2 separate regions of the Bombyx mori genome follow, and region 1 is linked to region 2. Evidence: chromatin contacts called from public Hi-C data. All regions are on one chromosome and are shown on one strand. Each heading gives the region's core, a stretch centred on a gene start, on an enhancer-like site or on the middle of the called end of the contact. The rest is flanking DNA. Distances are from core to core; before and after follow the strand shown. Region 1 holds the start of LOC101736101 (oligosaccharyltransferase complex subunit ostc-A). Region 2 overlaps LOC101735970 (SUN domain-containing ossification factor).

What was found. Hi-C and Micro-C count contacts between places; a contact is called where the count stands out from the background.
Region 1: a Hi-C map of midgut shows a contact between it and region 2, with 2.6 times the contacts expected there. The contact joins the promoter of LOC101736101 here to the enhancer-like site in region 2. A contact is called at or near these places in 2 of 7 Hi-C or Micro-C datasets (midgut and whole pupa).

The regions. Positions count from the first base shown.
Region 1 is chr4:1,832,180-1,837,912 of ASM3026992v2, reverse strand. LOC101736101 (oligosaccharyltransferase complex subunit ostc-A) reads right to left here and starts at 4,130. Exons shown (of 4, transcript XM_004929108.4): 1 at 3,508-4,130; 2 at 2,723-2,941. It overlaps LOC101735970 (SUN domain-containing ossification factor), which reads left to right and starts at 981. Exons shown (of 4, transcript XM_004929107.5): 1 at 981-1,422; 2 at 1,500-1,748. The coding sequence starts at 1,334.
Region 2 is chr4:1,750,902-1,755,944 of ASM3026992v2, reverse strand. LOC101735970 (SUN domain-containing ossification factor) reads left to right here. Exons shown (of 4, transcript XM_004929107.5): 3 at 4,412-5,043. Among protein-coding and RNA genes, the nearest start is that of LOC101735838, 19 kb to the right of the region's middle. Within about 2 kb of position 3,039, at least 2 of the 8 cell types and tissues checked have open chromatin away from gene starts, as enhancers often do.

The sequences.
Region 1 (5,733 bases), core at 2,881-5,380, 81 kb before region 2:
TTTTTCTGATTAAATTTTCAAAAGTTCGATTTTAAAACGATTTAATCCCATCAAGATAACTAGACTTCGCTTCATACACGCTGAAAAATAAAATTTGGCCATGTAATGAAAAATCTAAGCTCACCAAATTGTATCGTTTGATTCGCTCGTAATATGGTTTTTTTTTATTTTTTTTATTGCTTAGATGGTTGGACGAGCTCACAGCCCATCTAGTGCTAAGTGGTTACTGGAGCCCATAGACATCTACAACGTAAATGCGCCACCCACCTTGAGATATAAGTTCTAAGGTCTCAGTATAGTTACAACGGCTACCCCACCCGTCAAACCGAAACGCATTACTGCTTCACGGCAGAAATAGACAGGGTGGTGGTGTCTACCCGTGCGGACTCCTACCTATCACCTAGATTTTTATTACACGAAGCTATTCCCTCACCATGGAAGTCAACCGTGGACATTTGTTAAGTACGTATCATTAGAAAAATTGGTATATACCCGCCTGCGGGATTCGAACACTGTTGCATCGCTAGCATCGCATACAAATGCACCGGATGTCTTATTCTTTATGCCAGGACGACTTCAAATGATTTCCATATGTTAATGGAAATTATCCATGATAAAGTTTATTGTGATTATATTTAAGATATGAAGAAGATAGGTAAATGAAAATGAAAGTGTCAATAACTCGCTTAGGGCAAGGTAACTACTTTAACTGATTTTAATAACTCTTATAATGAACAGTTTTATCACTTAAGTAGGTATATATTGGAGTGATATTGCTATATTGGAGTGATATAAGAGCTTTTGCGAATAAGATTTCTAAACAAAAGAGAACAGAAATTTTTGTAGTAGGTAGGTTCTATAGTATAAAATATATTAATCGAATTTTAATTCAAGCGAGAAATTTATAATGTTTCATTTTTAAAAAACCTACGTGAAACGTAACGTACATGTAACCAATAAGAAGGTGAGAACAAACATAAGACTTAAATGTTATCCGTTCATTGGTGGCGAGTTTCAAATCGATGAAACGATCCCATTCAACCAATTAGATTTGAAAGAATCTATAAATGGGTGTGAAAAAAATAAAAATGAAATACATATGTCAACTGTCAAGTACTCAACTGATTATTGACGACTCGATTTCAGAAAATTTGGGGAAAACTTCGTTCATTATTTTAACGTTTCATGTGATTGTACGTTAGAATCATTAATAAAATCGAAAGTGAAAATGTTCAGTTATCGTTGATAATACGATCGTAAGTTTATAAATAAATAAAAACGTCGTGAATCGTGTGACGTTACCAAAAATATGTGCTAAAACTTGCAAAATGATATGGAATGTGGATATATCATTAATTCTACGATGAAGGGTGGACTGTGTATCATCTACACGTCTTTGCTGACTATTTCCGTGATTTCTAGGTAAGTACTGATTTATCATTAAAGTCCAATTAGACATTCAATACAAAATCATTAATAAAATTATTTGATATTTGCAGTTGTGCACTCTTTATTCTTGTTGTCTCAGAGGCTCTAAACGAGGGTGTAGATAAGAGCGTTGACCTATCAGGCCTTCACAATGTTAGCCAGAAGAGTAGCACTATCAGTAATGATGAGGTTGATGAACCAAATATACCGGCAGAAGTTTCACAATTTGCACACACCGAGCCAGTGGAAGCACAGGAACCTGAGAGACAAGAGATGACCTTCCCTGAGTCATTGTCTCTGAACTCTGTGACCACTGATGGGTAAGTGAATTGTTCATCTTTGTAATCATTTAAGCTCAATACTTGACTTGAACTAGGTTTTAATAAAGTGGGTTTTAATATAAAACTTCATTAGTGTTTAATCTAATGGATTACCACTTAGACTTACAAATTAAGTAACTCTATTAACCTTTTAATTTATCTCTATCCCTTAACAACTAGAGGTGTCTACAATAGTATAAACAAATTTATAAATGTAATACATGTCAGGAGCAAATTACAGAATGTGCTTTGTAGAAATACTATACTACTTGTTGTATAGATACTATACTAGATACTTTAGTATATTATTATATTAAGAATTTTCTTTTAAACGTCAGACAATTCAATGTTTTTGTTAAGGAACAGGATAGAGGCAACATTATTTGGCTCTTCTGAGTGCTAGTGAAAGTGAGTTCAGTTTTTTGTCAGCCTTCACTTTTATTTTTTGTTATCTATGCTACTTAAAGCGGTTACAGGAAATGCAGTAGTTACCTTCAAATAAATTTGTTTAAATAAGCAATGGTTAAAATAGTAACGGTAATTTTATGATGATTTTATGGATAAAAATATCTACTTTAATAGAAAATGCTTGATTTTGTATTTGCCTCATTCGTAACAGTGGGTGCACTTAATAACCTCAATAATGATTAACAATAAGATTATAGTAATACTAATGGTTTTGTGATAAATAAACATTTTGTTATCTTGTACTTGAGGATGATCATAATTATTGATGTTGATAGAATTTAATTAAAATTCCAGTTAAGTTTGCATACAATAAATATTATCAATGCAAATATTATTTGATCATGAACATGATTGATCATGTTAATTAAACAACAACAATGCTTCATGCAATTAACTGATATGTAACCAATGACAAAAATATTTTACAGTTTGTCAAATCATAATTTGTGAAAAACAGGCTGTTGACTACAGATTAATGACATAATATAATAAAAACTTTAACATACCTACTTCATATTTTGGGTCACTGGTGATCTTCTAAATTAAGTATGATAGAGCTCCTATAGTTCAATCCACTTCTACTCAACTTTTTCCACATACCATTTGACTCTAGACTGAAATCTATTCAATCTATTCATCCGTCTTCCGCCATGCTTCCTGAGTTTTATGACATATGTTTCTTCAAATGATGCTCCAGAAGAATTCTCAGCTGCTTAGTAGCGCCTCTGAAATCACCCAATTCCATAAGCAGTGTTAACTGCCTTCTATAATATAAACTGTATATTAGAAAACCTTTATAACTATAGTAGCCAAGTAATAATAAAAATAGATTTAAAAAACATATGAATATCAGCTGACATGATTCGAAAATAGAACAAGAATGTCGTTAGCGGATCTCCCGTTATTAATACAGCGCCACCTGACGTAGTCAAAGTGGGCGTGTCACGGAGCGAGCCCGCCGCGACCGACACGTGGTTCTGTTTCGTAAGCTTGACGATAAAAATTAAGCTTGCTGTTGTAATATACTAGATATACATGACGTCATTTTAAGAAGAAAAAAATGCGTCCTTTATTTTGGCATTCATTTCTATTTCGGCAATTATAGGAAATTGTTCTGTCATCAAAGGTCATAGTCAAAGTTGTTCTACTTTTCTACTATGAAGTATCTGACAAGAAAATGGATGCTGAAATTCGGATGACCGTTTATTGTAACAGTTTTACATATATACGGAGTCTGTGGACATAGCAACGTCAATAAACATGAGGTCGGTTGTAGTAAATGCAGTCTCACCATTCAAACCTAGCGGCAAACATAGGCAAACGTTCCAACTCCCTACAAATTTGACTTAACTTTTACGCTATCGACAACGTTAAAAAACTCGCACTAAGCACACAGACATCACGACAAATTCTCACGTAGTACCTGCCGATGTGAGTTCACGATACGCCCCATTTAGTAAAGGATGACAGGATTAGAATTATTTAATAGATCAACTTAGTTTGGCCAGTTTAATAACTCCGGTTTACTAAATTAATATTCTTCAATTGTTTCAATTGGTCGCCTCCTCCGATACACATATGATGACCGAAATCACGACCATTTACACTGCTCGCATGTGTCGTATCGTAAAGACCAATGACCTTCGTAAAAGTTTGCGTGCGTGTTTGTTATTCGCGTGACGTTCGGTTTTCCCTGGCTCCAAGGTCTTGATCCTCAATCAAACGCGCGAAATGTTTCTGTTTTTATCGATACCGAAATAAGTATGACAAACATTGATTTATAATAAAATTGGGGCGGCTTGAAAATCGGTTTAGGAAAGTAGTTTTTACGTTATTTCTTTCAAATCTGAATTATTCTATCACTTTCCAGTAAAACTGTATTTTGAATTATGCGTGGTCACAGCCGAGAGATGTTCAACAAAAAGGAGCGACCGTCGCTAAATATAAACATTCGGATGCAGATGACATAAGTAAAATTTTCAAAGTAGAAAGTGACAGAGAGTGAGAGAGAGAGAGAGAGAGATTTACCTGCGCAATTGTACAAAAAACTATACAATCATCTAATGTGAATTTTATATTCAATTACGAAGCTAATCCTACATTGTTTGTTGTTAGAATTGTCGATAATCCCATTCTCACTTATCGTTTCGTAACTCTTTGGTCTACGGCTGGACTTCGATTCTCTCTGTGTTTTCTACCGTATGTTCCATTGGGAGTGCTCTGAGGATTTATTCGAGATGATTCCTCATCTCCTTTTGATAGTCCCATTGCTCGCCATCAAAAAAATTTCACCTATACTATCTGGAACCACTGCGTTCATTCTCAGGGAACTTGTTGACATGTCCTTCTTCTGTTTTTGGAAATTTCTCCGTAGTACTCGGGTGGGCGTGACTACATACCACCAACTGAGCCGTTAGCTTGTCTACCTATAGCGGCAATAAAAAACGCAGGTAACACGAAATGTAACGACAAGGTAGCACTGCATTAAGCCGACCGTGTAAAACAATGAAAAAGTAATGATTTTGGCTGACAAAGGCTCTTTTTATTTGGAGCCTTAAAGTAATAGTATCGAAGAAGTTATCTATACTAATATATAAATCTACAGTGGTTTTTACGGATGTTCCGTTATAACTACTGAACCAGGCATCCGATTAACTTTAAACTTGGTATCCATGTAGAAAATACATGTACTTAATGGATAGGCAATATTTATATGAGTGTTGGACTCCCTACACCAGTTGCGGGGGCGTTAATGATGAGAATCTTTGTGGGGGTGAGAAATAATAATGTTAATTTTAAATGCCCAGTGAAGCGGACGGGTACAGAGCTAGTATTTAATAACATTTGAAACCTAGTCTCCTAAGCGCCACCCTGAAAAACGCGGATGACTTTCGCGTCTTCTCGTCATGTACTTCGATCATGAATTCACACACAGCACAAACACTATCGGCGTGGTACTGTTGAAAAAACGCAAAATCATTGTTATCTTTCATCAGTGGCGACCTTGCCGTGGTACATGTGTACGTGGCTTCACGATACAAAGTTAGTTTGTTATTAAAATTATCAGAACGTAAATTATTATAATACTGGTAACGAATGCTAAAGCTTACGTTGCTGTTTTTCTATTTGAGAATCGATGTGATCTTTCGATTATTTAGGTTTTAGGCTGTTCTGAATCTTAAATCTATTGTTCGATTGTCGTGCTGCCTAAGCCGTAAGTCTATTTTTTATTGCTTATATGGGTGGACGAGCTCACAGCCCACCTGGTGTTAAGTGATTACTGGAGCCCATAGACATCCACAACGTAAATGCGCCACCCACCTTGAGATATAAGTTCTAAGGTCTCAAGTATAGTTACAACGGCTGCCCCACCCTTCAAACCGAAACGCATTACTGCTTCACGGCAGAAATGGGCTGGGTAGTGGTACCTACCCGCGCGGACTTGCAAGAGGTCCTACCACCAGTAGAGTGTGACCTAATTCGTATTACATCGACTCAGCATCGTTCGAGTCCCCGT
Region 2 (5,043 bases), core at 1,790-4,289:
GTAATGATTACTTCAGTTATCTCTTTGATAAAAATACATTCCCAGGAGAAAAGGCATCTAGAAACAAAAAAATTGGCAAAATTGCAAGCCACCAATAGCTGGAATTTGTATGCGCTATGCATGAAAAGCCTCTGTTTGTTTATACATATACCTTTTTGTTATTTTTTGTTAATATCAAGCTTCATTAAATCTCTGCAGTTGCGTTCTGCATTATGTTGTATTAATTTGATTTAGTTATAATTGAATTTAGTGCGTGATATAAACGATACACAATATTGTTGAATAACGCCGGACTTTCTGGTGACTAATGTTTCTGTTGAGTTTCGATACAATTAAAACAGGTATGTTTGGATAAATTGACGAACGCTGAATCGTTGTTTTGCAAACATTGAAGTGTAGGTTCTTAATCATATTTTAATTATTTAACTAATAGATTCGTGAAATCTTTAAAAGCTTTCATACGCTTGAACTAGTGCAACAAATAGTGACCAAATTACTACTACGCTCTATGTGCCATAAGACTGGGAGCAAGAACTACATGCGGACAAAATTTAAAGTGCATTTCAGTGTGCCGCTAGAGATTTATTAAGAAGGTCGTGATCATCGGTCGCGTTTGGACGTTCGTCGTGTGCTGTGTGTTTGGTATCGTGATTAGTGTATCGGTGCTTCGCCAATGCGCCGGCGGCGGTTGCACGATGTCGCCGCCGCGGGCGCTGCTTGCGGCTCTGCTAATATGTCAGCTGTTGTCGTACGGTGGCCACCAGGGACTGACCAAGATATTTTACACGTAAGGATTTTGTTGTCTCTAATAAAATGGAGCTTAATGACTGATCATTTGTAGCTTTCTGCAAGAACGATGAGTCCATGCATCGCAAAATTGGTTTTGAGGGGTATTTTGGTAATATGGACACGCCCAACGATATCTTTTTGATACCACATTCAATAAATAATTAATGAATATTATGCTAAATTAACAAATGCTTAGTTGTATAGTCAACAAACTAAAGTTAAATATGCGGATGTAAAGATAGAGGGCGAATTTGATTGAGTTCATGAACAGACTAAAAATGGAAAAACAGGCCCAAATGGACTCGGTGTTCCAAATTTACTGATAAACTCCGCTAATAGAGCCACTGCTGAAGAACATTATATTGAAAATACCCTAATAGCAACAGATAATTAGAACGCAAAGATTTAACTTAAAAAAAGCATTTTGTCTTGTTTGGCATTTAGTTGATAACATGTAGGTTATCGACTGAAGTATAGATAACTTAGGTATACAATAGTATAGTGTTAAAATGTTCAATCTGTTAGGAAATAATGTCTGTTGCACTTTCTCCGCGCGTTTTGGTATATCTATGCATACTGTTTGTATTGTGCAGTGAGAATTTGCAGCAATTTCGCGTTAAATATATAAACTACACAATCTTACACTGTCTCGTACTTTTCTCGAAACTGGGTGAACTAAATTCGTATTCGAACGCTAGTAACATTGTATTACAATGCGAATGGGTGAAGTTGCCGTCTGCTAATCTATAGACGTGTGCCACGACCATACCTTTGAAACAGAATACGCAATAAAATACCCTTTTGAATGTTATTTTTATGATAACCAACCGACTTTTCGGTGCTGACACCGTTTTTGTCAAGTTGTGACTATGTCAGCTGCTCTTATAATGTGTAAATCTGCTACCAGCACATTGAGAGGGATGTTCGTTCCTTTATCGAAAGACCCTGTTATTTTTGGGCTTTTTTCAATTCTAAATAAATCAGGCGTTGGCTTACAAAATCTTTCAAGGACGATCTCGTCATTCGATCATTTAATCATAAAACTTCGCCATCCTCGACCCTGGTCTTAAGATGAAAAATGGGTTAGGCGGCAGTATCAGCCTGTACTAATACCCAACACGTTACTCAACTTTTGATGGTTTTATGTTTAACCTATATTATATAATACATACATGTAACATACAATTAAATAGAACTTTATCAATCGATCTGAGAGCACAAATAGAAAGTATTATTGATTATTGAGAGTGTGTAAGTTTGGACGGTGCATTAACCTCTATAGTACTATTATTACTAATCACGAAATTTAATGATGTTACTTCTTAAGTTCATACGTTTGGTTCTTGCCAAGATTCCTAAACAATTTCTTCTTTCATCATATTAGTTCCACCACATCAAATGTTAGATTTATCGAGGTGTCTTGATTATTCTATATTTCTGTGATCAGGCAAACAATGATAACTCATTTCCCTAGCAATTCGCTGGAAGCCTAAGGGACTATATCTAGGGGACTTTAAAGCCCAACAACTATACAGTATAATATTCTATTTTTAGTTATCTGTTCTATTAAGGCGTGTACGAATTGTAATCGATTCTAATGCATTATAAATATCTGTTTGACCATTTTTAGGATAAGGTATTCCTTAAATAAGTTATCAAAAAAATATTATAGAAATCAAGCCCTCGACAACTCTAAAGATACATTAATTCGCATCAAGTTATTTTTGTTAAATTATTGGATCGACTGCTGTGTTTCTGCTGTGTCACGCAGAAAACATTCCTGCGATTGAAAACACGATGCGTAAAAATTTCAATAAAACTCTGCGCAAATTTAAACAAAAATACCCACAATTCCTTTGTGTGCGTAGAGCAACAACATTAAGCTGTGCTGTATAAAGCGCTATTTACCCCATTCGATTTCAGTAGATTCTAATTACGAAAGATAAATAAGATAATAACGTTACAGAGCACTCTGCGACTGTTTAAAACACAGCTATATGTAGGCACTAAGTCTTTACGAGTCTAAAAATACCGTTTTGGAAATCAATACTTCGTTTTCAGTGACTGTTCAAGACAAAACTCTTTGTATGACGTTTAATCACATCTTTGTTTTTATAACAAGAGTCTCGTTTTTCGACGATTTAAACGAAATACACCGTGATCCAGAAATGGAAGGAGAAGAAGTAGAAAACAAAGAAGCAGGGAGAAGCGATTCAGCGCTGCAGGTTTTGTCCGTTTCGTCATTACAATCGCGAATGACTAAACAGGGCAAACATAGTACAGCATAGCTTTATGTCTATTAGTCAATTAGATTCCTTGTAGTGACGTATAAATAAAATTGGAGTGTCTCTTTGTAATGTGTAATGTATATGTATATACGGTACATACAGCAAAATAACATTTTTTACAATTTTTGTCTGTCTGTTTGTTCTGGCTAATTTTTGGAACGGCTGGACAGATTTTGACGAGACTTTCACTGATAGGTAGCTGATGATATAAGGAGTAACTAAGGCTACTTTTTTTAGATTAGCTTCGCCCCGCGGCGTCACCCGCGGTATGAAAATAACCGCGGATAACATCGCGGGACTCGGCTATCAATAACAAATTTTTAATTTCCGAAGCGAAGCGAGGGCGGGTCGCTAGTATATTGGTATTATTGATGGGACTAGTTTTGATCTATCTTCTATACTAATATATAAATCTACAGTAGTTTTTACGGATGTTCCATTATAACTACTGAAGCATGCATCCGATTGACTTGAAACTTGGTATCCATGTAGAAAATACATGTACTTAATGGATAGGCTATTTATATGATTGTTGGGACTCCCTGCACCAGTTGCGGGGCCGTTAATGATGAGAATCTTTATGGGGGTGAGAAATAATAATGTTAATTTTAAATGTCCAGTGAAGCGGGCGGATACAGCTAGTCGTCCATAATTTTATATCGTTGATGACATGAGCTACATTGAAAAAGAGAGGTCAATTCTTAACTCGAAATGTGACAAACACTGATCGTTCGCGTGTAGAGCGGATGCGTAGGAAGCCATAACAAATAAACAAGTTATTGTGTCAATTGAGCGGTGCGTTGTACGCGCAAAAGAAGGAATTTATGTTTGAGGCTATGTTTAGATTTATTGTAATGACATCGAATTTTTTGAACGTTTGTAATAGTTATGCGGTCGTGCGGGAGATGGGACGTACTAATTTACTGGTGGTAGGACCTCTTGTGAGTCCGCGCGTGTACGTACTACCACCCTGCCTATTTCTGCCGTGAAGCAGTAATGCGTTTCGGTTTGAACGGTGGGGCAGCCGTTGTAACTATACTTGGGATCTTAGAACTTATATCTCAAGATGGGTGGCGCATTTACGTTGTAGATGTCTATGGACTCCAGTAACCACTTAAGACCAGGTGGGCTGTGAGTTCGTCCATCCGTCTAACCAATAAATAAATAAAACATAAAGATTATACTTTATCGGACGGTTCAGTTTTCTATTTTCATTACTTTTGGATTCTAATTTACTTTTCATTAAATAACGTAAAAATAATGTAGTTTAAATACATATTTTATAGTTTGAAGTAAAAAAATATATTAATTGATTTCAATTTCATTACTTTCAGATTACCTGACACAGGGCAGCCTCCGGTTCTTATATCGTTCGGGGATAACGCGAAATTGGACCTGGGCAATACGGATGAACTAATGTTCGTAAATGACTCCGACGAGCACAACGACACCAAGGCATTTTCAATCGTCGACACCGATACAATAAAGGTTGAAAGTGAAACAGACAGTTTAGAGGACAAGCCAAGCACAGAACCGAGACTGGTTGTGAAAGCGGTCCCCAAACATGAACTGAAACAAACAGAAGATGCATCTCAACCAGACGGAGAAGTCTTAGAATCTCAAGTTGAAGAACAAATAGATGAAGAACCGGTTCACGTTCCAGTCAAACCGGAAACCCCGCAAGAAGACATCCCCTCGTTTTCGGAGTGGGCGCAGAAACAACTCGCCGAGGCAGAGAAACAGGACACAGTACTGAATCACTCGAGTCAACCTAGTCATAGTAATACTAATTTTAGTAGTAAGAGCGTGAAGTTGCGGTCGAAGAACTACGCGTCGCTGGCGTGCGGCGCCAAGGTCGTCGCCGTCAACCCGGAGGCGGGCTCGCCCAGCTCCATCCTCTCACCCAACCGGGACGAGTACATGCTCAACACGTGCAACAGTCGCATTTGGTTCGTCGTCGAACTCT